2 separate regions of the Triticum aestivum genome follow, and region 1 is linked to region 2. The links are chromatin contacts, called in public Hi-C maps. All regions are on one chromosome and are shown on one strand. The core of a region is the stretch at or near the end of the contact, and the rest is flanking DNA. Distances in the headings are between cores, read along the strand shown. Region 1 holds the start of LOC123085447 (palmitoyltransferase Hip14). Region 2 holds the start of LOC123085445.

The links. A called contact is a pair of places that touch in the nucleus more often than the background predicts.
Region 1: a contact with region 2 is called in a Hi-C map of leaf, with 7 times the contacts expected there. The contact joins the promoter of LOC123085447 here to the promoter of LOC123085445 in region 2. A contact is called at or near these places in 4 of 5 Hi-C or Micro-C datasets (leaf and an unstated tissue) and 1 of 1 datasets of contacts at active chromatin or transcription factors (leaf).

Annotation. Positions count from the first base shown.
Region 1 is chr4A:106,847,815-106,852,916 of IWGSC CS RefSeq v2.1, reverse strand. It overlaps LOC123085447 (palmitoyltransferase Hip14), which reads right to left and starts at 3,273. Exons shown (of 10, transcript XM_044507086.1): 1 at 2,789-3,273; 2 at 2,577-2,711; 3 at 239-335; 4 at 37-130. The coding sequence starts at 2,910.
Region 2 is chr4A:106,277,946-106,282,941 of IWGSC CS RefSeq v2.1, reverse strand. LOC123085445 reads right to left here and starts at 1,704. Exons shown (of 5, transcript XM_044507078.1): 1 at 853-1,704; 2 at 348-595. The coding sequence starts at 1,255.

The DNA.
Region 1 (5,102 bases), core at 2,024-4,523, 570 kb before region 2:
AAACAGAAGCAAAACTAAAAAAATGCAATATAGTACCTATGCAATTACCAAATGCAGGGCAATGGTGGTCATAACCTCTAACATTTGCTTTGCAACAGTTACAATGCCTCACCCTTGAGAGTGATGGGTACTTCTACACCAAAAGTACAAAAGATTCAGCATGTTAATGCACGACGTCCAGATTTCAGGTTAGCAACTTAATATAACAACTTCATTGAAAACTCTACTTTCTCAACACCTCACTCGAGCATATAGCATCCACGAAATCCTTGCAGCCAGCCTCTTCCAAAAATGAAGATTCGTATGCAACAATGCCAGGATCACCAGAAAGAATCCTGCAATAAAAAAATCAAACTAAACCCCTAATCCCAGAGGCAGTTGTATGCTAAGGCCAATAAATGTTAAGCGGAGTATGTCCAAATGGACTTTTGTTGTTGTTGTTTTAAAGCCTGAACTTCATTATGGAGTCCAAGATGAACCTCGAACTTCCAATCTCCAAAATCTGAACCCTTATCTTATAATCCTAGCCCGACCCTTGGACCTTGAAGCTTGTTTAACTTTGACACACCCACGATGATACGGCCACGTCTACACACATGACTGAATATGCTACGCGTGGTGTTCAAGGTGAACCTATAATTATTGTTGACGTTACTGTTACGCCAAGCTTGAAAACAGGAGAAGTACGTGTACCAAAGTACATACGTTTTGATCTGGAAGAGGAGAAGGACACATAAGAATTAATGGAAATTACAAGTAGGCATTTTGTGGTACTTCCATTTATGTGCGTACAACCATGCATGCATGAGGAACATGATGCATTGGTGAGTCACGTTGATGGATAATAATTTCCATCGGTTTAAACCAGAGAAGACAGCCTATGTTGTGCATGATAAGGAATCTACGACTGAAGAGTTTATTTACAGTACTACTTGCTACGTCAGGGTCAAATCTAGATCTTTTACGTTTTTATTCCTGCCCAGCAAAGAGAGGATCAGCGTGAGGATTCTAATTATTTGGGATTTCTTAAGCTTGAAGGACATCGTGTTTAGAGATATCTTGTCAAAATCTCTACTGGCATGTGAGTTCCTGCAACGCGTTTACAAGCTGAGCCTATACGGTTCGTCCACGTTATTCCTTTAGATCGAAGGGTTGGCGTGTTGTTTCCGTGGGACTTGCAAACATCTTCGTAAACCTGCTGCGATGGAGGTTCGTGCCGTGAAAGATCGGGCCAACAACGACAAATCCTTGCCTCGAGGTTCACCCCACATAACACGAAAAGAGCGATCACAAATTCACAATCAAAAACTCATATCCTCGCACACTCTTGTCACTGACATTCCTAGCCCTCCCCAAATTCACTCCCATTTCTCTCTCATCGCCGAGCTACCTCCGATGCAACCGTTGAAGTGTATATGTGGATTGCCTAGCCCTTTCCATCAGTTCAGACTTTTGATTGTGTTGGCTAGTGCATGAAGCTTAACATGGTATGGCCCAAGGTCTTGAGTTCAAGTCCTGGCTTTTGCAATTTATCCAAAAATTGTTGTTCCCGCCTTTGTGTCCACGTATAGGCCTCTCTTTCCGCGTCACACGTGAGAGTGGGTGTTGAAGTGTATATGTGGATTGCCTAGCCTTTCCATTAGTTCAGACTTTTGGTTGCGTTGGCTGGTGCATGAAGCTTAACAACCTCCCTTCCCCTAGCTGTTTTCCCTTCCTTGCCAGTGTCCATCTCCATCGCCGGCCCCATTCCACTCATGTCTCTATTTCTCCTCACCATCATCTCCCCCACCACACCCTTTTTCCTGGTGTGCCGAATAAGTATAAGCTCAAGGTTAGGATCAGGATTAGAAAGTTCAAAGTTCCACTTTCAATGTTTGAAAGTTCAGAGTCCATCTTGGAACGAGAACCATAGTTTAAGGTTTACAATGAACAATTTCCTTAGTGACTAAATAGAGCTTAGAGATCGGTAAGTGCATCGCAAAAATTATGTTCCAGAGGAGTAGCTAACCTGTAAAGTCCCCACAGAAGCAGTGCACACTCAGCATTAATTAGCATGTCTAGTAGAGAAGAGGTATCTACAAAACATAAGGCTAGTTATAGAACAAGGATATTCTAGAGTATAGTTAGAAAACTATCAGAAGCTCTATACACTTATTTAACTACACCCTGCTCCAAAGTGGCATAAATTTTTTCAAACAAGTTATGCATAATGCGAGGAGGCGAGTATAAACTACATGCTGGGATCCTAGAAAAATTATGGCACCTGATGTCCTGATCTACAATTCCATCCCAAATCATAACAAAATGTCAGGTATTACCATATTTATTTAAATAGAACTATGCTCTAGAATTGCAATACATCAGGAACGGCTCTTAGCTCCATCCACAAATATAGCATATATCTAAAGCAATAAACACCGTCCAAATGGCATTCCACCAGTGCACTGAGCTATAATAATGAATGCTTATCTCTATTAAAAAAGGAAAAGGAGACACACATAATATGCAATTTCAAACACTAAAGACATACGCACACTCTGCAAAGTCCAAACAGATGTAATGCACGGGGATTTCACCTCTCCGGATGACGAATAGGTAGACGCCCCACAAAAATAGCACGTTGAACAGCACGAATAGCGGGGCCGACGCGGCCACTCTGATGAACCTCCTCCAGAACCTGCCCACCAGAATAGCCGCCAGGAATACCAAACCTGTGCAGCACGCAACCGAAGCAAGGTCAAAATTGCACTAAAAGAGGCACAGGAAAGGAAAGCAAGCACGCACTGACCTGCGACAGGGAGCATGGCGAGGAGGGAGATGGATGGGAGGAGGCGGGGCACTATGGCCACGGCGAGCTGCGAGAAGAGAACCAGGCCGCATGATACCAGCGCGGAGCACAGCACCTCCCATGGCGACCGCCGCAACCGGTGGAGCTCCGACGCCAGCCTGCTCATCGCCGACAACTCCTCCGCCACACCCTCTGGATCCCAAGAACCATCAATAACTCTTGAGCCCGCAGATCCAGCCGGGGTCGGTACGGCCAGGGCCGTGTTCCGGCGAGACCTCCGATCTTGGCGGATTCCGAGACAAACTGAGGAAGGAATCGAAGAAGATGCGGGCGAATCTTAGTGGAGAACTCGCGGGGGAATTTCGTCGAACATGTGTAGTGGGCGGTGGTGTGGGAACAGCAACAACTAGCAACGCGTCAAAGGAAAGGGCACCAATAGGCGCCGGTGCGCCGGCCGAATCGTTCGGCCGGTCAGCCCCTGGCCGCACGATGCACACGTCTATACCGCATGATTCCTTCCCTGGCCCCCTCGTGCAGTCGTCTTCTTCTTCTCGACAGCTCCCCTAAATCTCCTACTTCCTCCCCTCACTGACCAGTCATGACTCTGCGCTTGCCCCTGCGCCGCCGCGCTCCCATCGCCGTCGAGTGGTTGCAACTTTTTCACCGGACGTTTCCAGCATCCTTGATAGAAAGTTCCCACACTGCCGGTGGTGACCACCGCAACTTTGGGGAGTAGCGTCGCCGGCGCTCCATCGGACTAGTTCCAGCACCGATCTCGCTCCGCCGGTCCACGTGTGCATCATCCCAAAAATCAAGAGGTTGCCCTCCCCCCCCCTTGCAGCTCCACTGCACCGCGGTTCCAGCTCGCTGAACAACGGTTGCAACATCCCAGCTACAGGGGGGTCGCCTTGCAGCTCCACTGGACCGCTGTTGCAGTTCCGCTGGGTTGCGGTTCCAGCTCTTGTGGCCATGGTTTGCAGCTCCCCTTGCCTGGTTGCGGCACGCCATGCCGGCGGCCATGTCGTCTCGCTGTCACCGATGCAGCAAATTGGTCGCCCGTAGTAGCAAAACAAAACCACGGTTGCAGCTCCCGTGCATCGCCATTGCAGCTCTAGAATACTGTTGTAGCTTTTTCCTGTGGCCGCCGGTCGCAACCCGTCTTCGCACCCCCACCCATCACGGATGTAGCAAATTTGATCACTGGTTCCAGCAAATCTAGATGCCCGTTCCAGCAAAAATAACTGCCACCGTCGTTGCTCACACCGATTGTAGCAAAAAAACGTCTGATTCCAGCATCTGGTGTGGTCAGTTATAGCAAACAAAATTGTTGGTTGTAGCTCCAACCCTGGTCGGCTCCAACATTTGGTGTGGTCGGTTGTAGCTTTTTGGTGGATGGTTGTAGCTTTTTTGGTGGACGGTTGTAGCTTTTCTGTCCACCGGTTGCAGCTTCCCCGCGTGCTTCCTCCTTTGTCCCCGTCCTCCCGTGTTAACCTCGTCGGAGAAGCCGCGACCCTCGTGGGAGGCAGGACGAGGAGAGAGGCAGAGAGGTCCGCGGAGATAGAGACAGGGGAAGAGAAACTGCAGCTCACGCGTAGCCGGATGTAGCTTTTCCGTCCACCGGCTTCAGCTCCCCGGCGTGCTTCCTCCTCTGTCCCCGTTGTGCCGTGTTGTCCTCGCCGGAGAAGCTGCGACGCTCGCCGGAGGCAGGACAAGGAGAGAGGCAGAGAAGTCCGCGGAGATGAAGATGGGGAAGAGAAATCCAGAGACGAAGCATGCGCGGATGAAATGTGTGTGGATGAGAGGATAGGGGAAAGATGACTGCGTGCGGGCCCTTGTGCTGCGTGGCATCCGCATGGGCGAGTGACCAGCCAAATCGTTCGGCCGGCACGCCGTTCTGAAATGTTTCCCCAAAGGAAAGGGCGGTGCTAGGCGCCGGTCGCATCCTGTGCGCTAAGAGCATCCCAACAGAAATGCACATGTAAAAATACCTAACTTTTGCATCTTCAGACGCCAAAAAGATGCAAAAAAATACATCTCCGCCTCCCAAAGATGTAAAATACAACACTTAAATATACATCTCCACCTCCCGCCACAGCCACGTGCCAACCATCGTTTCCTTTCACTTCCCTCCCTTCTTCCTCTCACCTCCCGCCACACCACCGTCGCCGGCCACCCACCCACGAGCAGTCGCCCCTGCGCCAGATCCGGCCCTGTCGTCGCCCCGCTGCCGATTCCGACGTCCACCATCGGCCACTGCCCGAAGCCGCGAATCGGCGGATTTTTCCTCCTTTTCTCCCCCCGTCGATTCGGCCTC
Region 2 (4,996 bases), core at 455-2,954:
AAGACATCTATAGTTTTTAAGTAGCAACACAAAACTAGATGTTTCCCAACATCTACCTGTGGGATTGTTACTCAAAAGGCTAATCATACCACAATTGACTAACAGGACCAAACAGAAACTCAATAAGCAAAAGGCATATGATATTAAATCCTTTCATAAAATGGATAAGTACTTCCTGTCAATAATAGGACATATCAATGACATAAAATGGATAAGTACTTCCTGTCAATAGTAGGACATATCAATGACTGATATCAGGAAGGTAAAAAACGATCTGCAAGTCCAGTTAATCTACTTTTGGCAGGTAGGAAGGACAAGGCAGAATCATGCAATATATTTGAACATACCTCCCTGTGCCTAGTATTTTCAGCATCCTCTGCATCATTTAGTTCCTTGGATAGGACCACGATGTCTTCACGAAAACTCTGCTCTAGACTTTCAAATGTACGAGGAAGATTATAGTCATCGCGCCTTGCTTCAATCTTATCGGTACGAGGCTGGTCCCTCAATTCCTTTCTTGGTTGCTTTTCTAGACCAACCTTCAGATCAGATTGTTGTCCATCATAAAAGGATCGTTTACCCTCAGCACTTTGACCTACATCAGGATCCGTCAGTGCAAAAGCACAGAAGTGTAACCAAGATGCAAAACATAACATTTTCTAGCACATTCTCACACATACTACCAGTTTACCATGCTAGCTACACAACCACTAATATGTCCAAAATTTCTTGGAAAAATGCTAATCTGTCCAAAGTGTAGGGTGCACATATAAACTAGTTATGCCACCAAAAAAGTTGACATCTTAGATTTTTCAACAAATTGAAACAGGCGTGTGGGTACATACTACATACCATCATTATATGCATATGGTGAAATCTGATTCTGGATGTTCGGCCCACCTCTGTCCCATTGGCTCTGTCTCACCTTCTGGGTGGTATACTGGTTCTCCCCAGCAGCTTGCCCAGGATCTCTTCCAGGGTAACTATTATCAGGTAGTTGTTGAACCCTTTGCTGAGCCTGGTAGTGATGCAACTGGGAAGACACCATGGAATTGATGTTAGGATCCCCGTATTGCCCCTGTCCCTGTCCCTGTCCCTGTCCCTGCCGCCTCATTCTAACCTGAATGTGCAAGATACTAAAGCAACAACGTTGGTAACAAATTGTGAAAATTATTCTAAGATTGAACGGCCAAATTATCAATCTAGGCCAAATGAATGCATCATCAGGTAAGGTTTTACCATGCCAAACTACCATATTATGATTCCGTAACAACGTTTACACATAGGTATGCAACTTTATAACGCCAACAAAATCAGCAAATACTACCACAATAAGGCTTAAACCTATATTAACATTGTCGTCATGAACAAACACCATCAAACCGGCAACACAGGGCGCAAATTTCGAGTGTAAAAAGCTTCTCGGTGCCACAGATCTCGGCGCTGTCCCCAGCTTTCACTCGAGAGCACCGAAGCAACAGACCGCTGCTAGCAGTTGAGAACGGGGACATGATTACAAACGGTCCAGTCTCAGTCCCGCGCCACCGAAAAGAAATTCATGTTTTTTTTTGCGGGAAGAAAAGAAATTCATGTTAGCAGCCACGCTAGGTCGAGAAACCCTAATTTCGCAGCGATCAGATACACGCGCAGGCGCAGCACCGCAGGTCGCCTGATTTCCCCCGTCTGCTAGGGTAGGCGGATAAAAAGAAAGAGAAAGGAGACCTAAGAAAGCCGGCATAACCAAGAGCCCGCCTTGCGGCTTACCTCGGCAGCGGCAGCGGCGATAGAGGAAGCCACGAAGGCGGTGGCGGTGGCGCTCACGGCGGCGTGGGAGATAGTGGGTGGGGTGGGGGACGGTGGGGAGGGACTGGGAGCCGAGCCGGGAGCCAGGCAAGCGCACGCTGCGGCGGCCCAATCCTCAATATGTCTAGGCCGTAGCCTGTGAAGTGTGAACCTGTAATATAACGCTAGCAAAAGGGCCCGTGCGTTATAACAGAAGAAAAAAAATCATAATCTTTAGTGGCTATGTTCATTGTCTCAAAACAAATATGGCCATGTTCACATTTTGCTGCATCACCGATACTCAGTACCACTCTCAATTTTCTGAAATCATGAGCAGTTTTTTTAAACTCATGAACATTTGAAATCATGAACATTTTTCAAATTTATGAACACGTTTACAAATTTTCAAACATTTCCAAAAAATAACAGTTTCTGAATTCATGAACATTTTACACTATCTGCAAATATTTTTTAAAAACTGTGGACATTTTTTAACAATTTTTTTGAATCGGTGAACATTTCTAGAATGGACGAACATTGTTTTGAAAATTGGTGTAACAATTTTTAAAATTTAATAATATTGTTTTTTATTTAACAAACAATTTTTGAAATGCGTGATCATTTTTTGAATCAGCGAGCATTTTATGAATGAATAAACTATTTTGTCACAAATAGTTTTTGAATTTTCAGGTTATTTTTTCGTTCAAAAACATTTGAAAATTGGCGAAATATTGTTCAATTTCATTAAAAAATTTAATACACGAAATTTTTAGAAACAATTATGATTTTTTGTATTTCCAAACATTTTTGAACAAGCAAATATTTTTTATAAAATTGCGAACATTTTTTAAACTCACAAACATTTTATGATTTATTAAAAAAATTAAAATTCTCATTTTTTTTATTTTTTCAAAACTTTTTTGAAGTCCCAAATTATTTAAAGTAGAAAACAAAACCCAAAAAAAAAGAAAAAACGAAATTTAGAAATAAGGCCGCCCTGACATGGGCTGACCCAAACAGAGGCGTTGCATCTTCTCCCAGTGCACAGAGCGCAGCAGTAGGGGAAGTCCCTACTGCATGGGCTGGCCCAGGTGGGGGATTCCCCCTTTGTGAAACGTTCTTTATCATTTATAGGTGGCATTTTCCGAAATCACTAGTTGAGGAGTACTCGTTACAAAGATCACTCCAACTCCTCAGGTTGCGACAAGTGGTGCACAGTGCGCCACTTGTTGCAACCTGAGAGTTTTCCTTTTTTTCAGAGATCCGTTTATTAAAAATGTTTTATCTCTCAAACTATGCATCCAAATCTCGAACCGCTTTCATCATTGGATTCCTCGTGTCGAGATCTTTAAAACTAGATCCCATGTTGATAGGTTTTAATAAAAAAAATTCACGAAAAAAAATAGACAAAAAAACCAAACCGGGAGCACGGATTTTTTTCCCTTCCCGAAAGAGGCATGCCCGTGCCTCTCACAAAATCACAACCGTGCCTCTCACGGAAGCAAAACCGTGACTTTTTCGTTCCCCGGGAGGCACGACCGTGACTCTCGCGAAAACACACCCGTATCTCTCGCGGAAGCAAAACCATGACTCACGAAAGGAAAAAAAACAGAAAACATATTTTTTTTCTGAGAGGGACGGCCGTGACTCTCGCAAAAGCACAACCATGCCTCTCGCAGAAGCAAAACCGTGTCTCTCGCAAAAGGAAAAAAATAGAAAATGCTTTTTCTGTTTTCTAGAGACACGGCCGTGACTCACGCGAAAGCACAATCGTGCCTCTCATGGAAGCAAAACCGTGACTCTCGTGAAAGGGAAAAAACAGAAAACACGTTTTTTTTTGTTTCCGAGAGGCACGGCCGTGACTCTCGCGAAAGAAAAACCATGCCTCTCGCGGAAGCAAAACAGTGACTCTCGCGAAAGGAAAAAAACACGTTTTTTCGTGCAAAAAAATTGATTTTTTATCGAAAAGCTAAGGAAGACCCGTGGAAAACCAAAACATCGAAAAAAAACCAAAAAACCGTTTAAATAGCCGAAAACACGTGCAAAAAATAAAAAATCCGAAGGGAGCACCAGAACACGACACGTGGCAAATGGCTGAGAGCGCGCCAAGTGGCGCTGATCATTACGAGGCTCCCAAAGGAGCACTCGTTAACTAGTGGCTCCCTGCATTTTCTCAAAAAGAAATTATAGGTAGCATTGGTGGGTAATATTTTGCAACTTTGGGATCAATTTCCGTGACATCCTATAAAAAATCAATAGCCCCTTTATTATTAGGTATAGATATCCTTGGGTGCTCAGGCTCGGCGAATAACGAGAGCAATTTAGTAGGAGCGCTCCTTCGGGAGGCCACCCCAAGGATCACTTGGCGTACTCTTAGCCGCCGTCATGTGTCATGCTCTGAGCGCTCCCTTCGGATTTTATTTTTATTTTTTCGCACGTGTTTTCGGCTTTTTAGATGGGTTTCCGGTTTTTTTTGGCTTTTTTGCTTTTCCACGGTCTTTCTTAGCTCTTGGGGAAAAATTCAAAAATAATTACGTGAAAAGATGTGGTTTTATTTTTGCCGCTGCTACAAATTAGCTGTCATCCACCCGTTCAGCCATCTGATCTGCATCCTGGTGCCGTTTGATGACAGCAACGCTACGCCAGCAGCGTAGCATGACAGCTTTCAACACAGTGCCATTGCAGCCCCGTGCAGTGCTCCAATGCAGCATTGACGCGTCCAGCGAGCTCCATTGCAGCCCCAGCAAAGCTCCAACGCAGCACTGACGCTGACGCTCCGGCGAAACTCCATTGTAACCCCGGGCGAGCTCCATTGCAGCCCCGCCGGAGCTCCAACGCAGCACTGATGGCTCCGGCGAAGCTCCATTGCAACTCCAGCGGGGCTTCAACGCAGCACAGGCATGTTCGGCGAAGCTCCATTACAACCTCGACGAGGCTTCATTGCAACTCCGACGGCCCCCGGCGATATTGCATCACAACACCGGCGGTCTGACGATGCTTCATTGCAACTCCGCCCAGTCCTGGCGATGTTAAATACAGCACGGCGGTCCCCTGTGATGCTACATTGCAACTCGACGCTCCCTTGTGATGCTACGTTGCAACTCCGGTGGCTTCGCAATGCCTCATTGAAAGACCGACGAGCCACCGACCACGACACCCCACCACACGCTTGACACGCAGTAGAGTGCCAGTGTCCCTTTGTCGCGACGACGCC